Linked DNA regions of Macaca mulatta: region 1 is linked to region 2. A link is a contact called in public Hi-C data. All regions are on one chromosome and are shown on one strand. Each heading gives the region's core, a stretch centred on a gene start, on an enhancer-like site or on the middle of the called end of the contact. The rest is flanking DNA. Distances are from core to core; before and after follow the strand shown.

The links. A called contact is a pair of places that touch in the nucleus more often than the background predicts.
Region 1: a contact with region 2 is called in a Hi-C map of fetal cortex germinal zone, with 5 times the contacts expected there. The contact joins the enhancer-like site here to the promoter of HDAC4 in region 2. A contact is called at or near these places in 2 of 14 Hi-C or Micro-C datasets (fetal cortex germinal zone and liver).

What each region holds. Positions count from the first base shown.
Region 1 is chr12:145,240,631-145,243,493 of T2T-MMU8v2.0, reverse strand. The region is part of intron 8 of NDUFA10 (NADH:ubiquinone oxidoreductase subunit A10); the gene reads left to right. Among named protein-coding and RNA genes, the nearest start is that of NDUFA10, 33 kb to the left of the region's middle. Within about 2 kb of position 1,368, at least 9 of the 40 cell types and tissues checked have an H3K27ac peak or open chromatin away from gene starts, as enhancers often do. A contact at or near this core is called in fetal cortex germinal zone, where this site is marked.
Region 2 is chr12:144,647,879-144,650,666 of T2T-MMU8v2.0, reverse strand. HDAC4 (histone deacetylase 4) reads left to right here and starts at 1,471. Exons shown (of 27, transcript XM_077956679.1): 1 at 1,471-1,730.

The DNA.
Region 1 (2,863 bases), core at 119-2,618, 590 kb before region 2:
TCATTTTCTAAACACGGTGTGAAATGTGTGTTGATTCGATTCTGCACCGTTTGTGTAGTTATTTAGTTATGCACTTATCAGAGCATAGAGAAGGATCCTGTAATTCCCCCGTAGTGTATCAATTACAGCATTCAGTTGTTTTCATCTAGCTCACTATGAATGGTTTTGTCCTTTTTTCTCCTGATATTTTGCCTTTCTTCCTCCCCAAAGATGTTTCGTAAGTTTACAATATCAATTGTGTTTATTTTCATTTGAGTACCATTTGTCAATTGAGGGACTCAAGTGATAATTATGACCAATTTTCTAACATAATTATTGTAAACATGCCATTTACCAGTGACATTCATTTTATCCAGAACCTGACCAAATTATTGGTTTAGAACATTTCTGCACCATCTCAGTTACGTGTTGCCAGTGTCTAATTATGTGTATGTGTATAGCTATGCTTGTGCTGAGAGGCAGTAATTGTATTTTTCAGTCTTATTCATATCCACATCCCTAACTGACTGGCGCCTGCCTGGGCTGGTTTCGGTCCAGTCAGGACCTCCGACGACACGTCAGGCCTCCAGCTGTGCGGGCTCCTCGCAGACCATCGCTGCCTCTCCAGAGCCCAGAGCTTCACACCCACCCTCTTTTGCTTGATTGCTAAGAATTTTACATGACTCCTGGAGCACATCTTTTTAACATGAAATTTCAGTGCTACAGAAACTGTAGCATGTGAGTTTGGTATCAGAAGTACAGTGTTTCAGATAGAACTTTGCAATTCAGGAGAAACTGAAAAATAGGGTTTCGAAATGTTATAGGACAAAGTGCTGACATTCTGTTAATTGTGAAACAGCTTGAGTCATAAAACACAATTTACAATTTTATTCCTTTTTGCGTCTTCCTGCCTTACTCTTTTGTTTTAAAATATGTGACAGAACACCTCATATCGTAACCAAGCTCTAGTATATTTTATCTTCTTATTTAGACACTGACTTATGATATTAAAAGGATACGTTATCCTCAATCAGTTTTGAATTCTTCATAATGAAGCTAAGTGCTTTGTGAAGAGAATATTTTCTTTCACTGCCTTTTGCTTCCTGAGTCATAAAATGATTCCTTGTGTCTTTATTACTTAAATCTAGAAGTTTACTGGAGATATACCATAGACTCTTTCTAGTAGTCGTCATTAAGCTCATAGCAATAAATTGAAAGGGTAGTTTGGTTAGGTATAAATAAATTGTAGAATCATTGCAGCAGATTCTTTTTTTAATCTTCAAAAATAGTTGGAAGCGTACTTGTTAAAAGATTTTCTGGGGCTACATGTAATGTTGCCAAACTAAGCATAGATGGCGCTGTTGCTTTCTCTACTACACATGCTCCAGGCCACTGATTGCTTTCATATTTTCTAGCATTTTCTTAGGTTTTTCAAACTGTAAAGAAAACCATGTCACCTCCCTGCATTGATATTTGTTAACATTTAAAATATGAACTTCATTTTTAATTGGAATTTCTTATTGTGAGATCACTTCAAAAGTTATCCTTATATTTGAGTTAACAGTAAGAAGATACGTAGTTGTAGATTATTGACACATGCATGGAAGCGTTTAGATAGAATGCAAAAGAAAAGCTAGCAGCAGTTTCCTCTGGAGAGGGAACTTGTAGTCTTACAATTAATGCAGTCTTACAAAATATGGCATCTTTATGCCCTTCACACGCTTTCTGTTTTGCTTGCTTTTTAAAAAAAAATATTTGAATATCTTTTGGCAAGTAAAACCAACTTAATACTAAAACTAAGAAAATGATCTTATCTGTAAGTGTGTACATTACAGCCATGTGCCTACCCGTGTGGAAACGCACATAAATACGCTTAGGAAAGCAAACGATCGTTGGTATCCTGGCAGCAGTTTCTTGGGGGGGGGGGGGCGTTTACATTATTGGATCACCAACCATGTACGAGCAACACAGTTTTTACTAGGATGCTGCTGATGCTATACCTACCGTCCACTCATCTTCAGCTTGCCACAGATCCGCAGCTCTGTGGCTGTCTGTGAAAGCATGATTCATGGCTCCTGTGAGCCTTCGGTTCTGGTCAGGTTGTTCTGTTTGTGGGAGAGCCTACCTGGGTACCGTGGGGAATAGGCCTTGGGTTTACTTAGTGGACCTGGACTGTCTCACAAAGTCTGGCCGAGAGCCAGATACACTCACATAATTTCCATTTGAACCATTACAAATGAGAAACGTCTCCTGCTTTTATAACTCAGTAATGGGAATGTGGCTGTTGAAAATAATTATTTTCTTTGTTTTGAGCCCTTAAGAAAAGAGACTTTATTTTAATGTTTTTTTTTTTTCCCCCGAAAGCTCAAGAAATGCTTTTTATCTTTAAGTTTAGTGGTTATATTCGGACTATATTTAATTTAAAATAAGCAAATTGTAACAAAGTATAAATATTTTATCATTCAGCACAATGAAATGATAAAGCTAAGAGACTATCCTATGATTTGTGTATTTATTGGTGCCAAGAAAAGTGGAGAATTAAACCTTTTACAAGCCGTGGTACGACAGACCATCCTATGTCGGCCTCAGCGTACAGAACAGATCTGTAAGACACTGGCTGCAACTGCAGAGAGACTGAAGCTACTCACCGTTCCTGCCCCAAGATCCACTCATCTGGAAAATTGTTAATGGGGGCATGCTTTGTGTGTAGCACTGTCATATAACCATTTGCTTCTAGCTTTTGATTCCTGCTATTCCTGTGTTTAAAGCATACTTTGTCTCCTTTTTCTATGTCTTTTTCTACGGCATCCGTTCCCAGAAGGTCATCATTTGTAGGTACTGAGGCTTTTTAAAGATGCTACCACAGGTTCTGAGAGTAATTTTA
Region 2 (2,788 bases), core at 222-2,721:
GCCTGTATGTGAAGTCCCAAGCGGATGCGCCCAGGCATTCGGGTCGTCACTCCCCCTTTCTCCTTATACACAGCTCACAGTATAGCGTGTTTGCTTTCACTGCACACTACCGTACTGAACTCCTGTGCATTGGCTGTGCACCGGTCTCCTTCAGACAGCCCCTCTTACACATAATGGCGGACACAGCCACCCACACCAAGTTTCTCTTTTCCAGACATGGTGAGTGAGGTTCTTGCACCATCCACCCAACGTCTGCGTGGTGCTTCACGCTGCTGGACTGCCTCTCAGGACTCACGTGAGGTCTCAATGGCACGCGGCAATGGGGCTACTCATTCCTTCTACTGGAAATCTACCTTTTAAAATTACCTCTGCCAAGCAATAGATCCCAGAGCTCCTTCACGTGACTTTTTGCTCAGGTACTTCTCTTTGTCCGTGAAAAACTAACTTTGGTAGACTTATAGGCAGGTTTTAACATTTTCTCGTGATTGTATGTTTTTGATAATCCAGTCGAATGGTGTTGAATCTCATCTAGATGTTAGCTAGCTACAGACCCTGTTTCATTCTTTATGAAAATTTGATAGTGCACCGTTTCCATCAGCAGCCAAGTCGCCAAAACCCCATAATTGCTCTCCTTTTCTTCAGCTGTATCCTGTTTTAAAATCCTCTAATTCACCATTCCTTTCCTTCAAAGTTCAGCCATATCAGAGTAAGCACTTCTCACAATGACCAGAGTTTTCTAATTATTCGTTATTGAGATATTTAAAGAAATGCAAAATTGGCATTTTTATTTTGCTAACTGTATTTTTATCCACACAACTACAGTTTCCCCCCCCGCCAAGAATCAAAGGTCGAGAATGCTGTAAAAACGGATCTTTGCTCATCTAAGAGGAATGGCCCACAATCGAAGCGAACGCTCATCCCCGCCAGGTCCGCATCCCTGGGCCCACGCCGTCAGGCCCCACGCACCGGCGCGCGCTGTCAAAGGCGCTTCCTCCCTGGAACGCGGGATTCCGGGGACAGTGTGTGCACCCAAGTTTAAAAGTTGTCACACTCTTGTTGGAAAGAAATGGAAACATCACCAGCAGGAGGGTGGCCACTGAAGACTCCCGCCCACACCAGCTGGCAACCAAAGGCGCTTGCGGGGATCTACGGACCGACCTTTAATTCAACACAAGCCCCCCAAGCTCTGCGGCCTTAAAACAACACCCGCCCGGCCGGTGCGGAGTTCCCGCCACCTCCACGCCTGCCTGGCCCGTGACTCGAGACCCTGGCGGCGGGCCGGGCTCCCTCCGCCTGAGCAGGGACCCGACGAGCGCATCCCACGACCCTCAGCAGCAGTTGCAGGCCTGGCAGACCTGCACCCCATGCACACCCAGACAGCCGCGTTCCCGCCGCGGGGCTGGGCGAGGCCCGCGGCGCCTGCGCACTCGGTGACCGGGCCGCCCTGCGCCTCCGTGCGCACGCAGCACCACGTGACCCACTGCCCGTACCCAAGATGGAGGCAACGGCGAGGCCTGGCCAGCTCCCCGCCTCAGCCTGCACCCCATTGTGTGCCCTCTAAGCGCGAATTAGGCTCGCAGACACGCGGTGCTGACCGCTAGGTAGCCATGCGGGCTACCGAGTGGGACTAGACACGGCCGGGGCCCGTGTTTACGGTCACTACTGGCTCCGGGTCTCTGCGCCTCCTCAACCGCGAAGCACCCAGCGGCTGGCGCCTGGAGCGTCTTTTGGTACGCCCCGCCCCCTAGAATTGACAGCTCCAGGAGCCAATGAGGTCCAGGATGCGTGCGGGGAGGCGGGCAGGGGTGGAGCCTCTCCGCCGCTCACGGGGCGTCCGGCCCCGCGGTTGGGCAGCCGCGGGGCGAGGGGTGGGAGCAGACGGGCCGTGCGCAGGTTTCAACGGACCAATGGAAGGCCGGCCAGGCGCCCGGGGCGGGCGGGCGGGAGGCGGGGCCGAGCCGTAATTGACGAGCTCTTCATTAGAAACCAGGCGGGAGGGCGGGGCCCATATGGGGAGGTGACGCAAGGCTGCCGCAGCCAGTGGTTGCCGAGCCGCCGGCGGGCGGGGCGGGGCCGGGTCGGCTGACGGGCGTGCAGGGTGGCCTATCGCCGCCCGGCTCGACGCTGGAGGGGGGAGAAGCATCATGGTTCAACGTGGGTCAATTTTTTGTGAATGAGGAGGGGAGGTTGTGGGGCCGCCGCCGCGGAGCACCGTCCCCGCCGCCGCCCGAGCCCGAGCCCGAACCCGCGCGCCCGCCCGCGCCGCCGCCGCCGCCGCCGCCCGAGCAGCCTCCCAGCCTGGGCCCCCGGCGGCGCCGCGGCCGCGTCCCGGCTGTCGCCGCCCGAGCCCGAGCCCGCGCGCCGGCGGGTGGCGGCGCAGGCTGAGGAGATGCGGCGCGGAGCGCCCGAGCAGGGCTAGAGCCGGCCGCCGCCGCCCGCCGCGGTAAGCGCAGCCCCGGCCCGGCGCCCGCGGGCCATTGTCCGCCGTCCGCCCCGCGCCCCGCGCAGCCTGCAGGCCTCGGAGCCCGCGGCAGGTGGACGCCGCCGGTCCACACCCGCCCCGCGCGCGGCCGTGGGAGGCGGGGGCCAGCGCGGGCCGCGCGCCGTGGGACCCGCCGGTCCCCAGGGCCGCCCGGCCCCTTCTGGACCTTTCCAGCCGCGCCGCGAGGCGGCCTCGCCCGCCGGGGCGGGGGCGCGGGGGTGGGCACGGCAGGCAGCGGCGCCGTCGCCCGGTGCCGGGCCCGCGCCCCCCGAACAGGTGGGCTCCGGGCCGCCGGGAGTGAGGGCG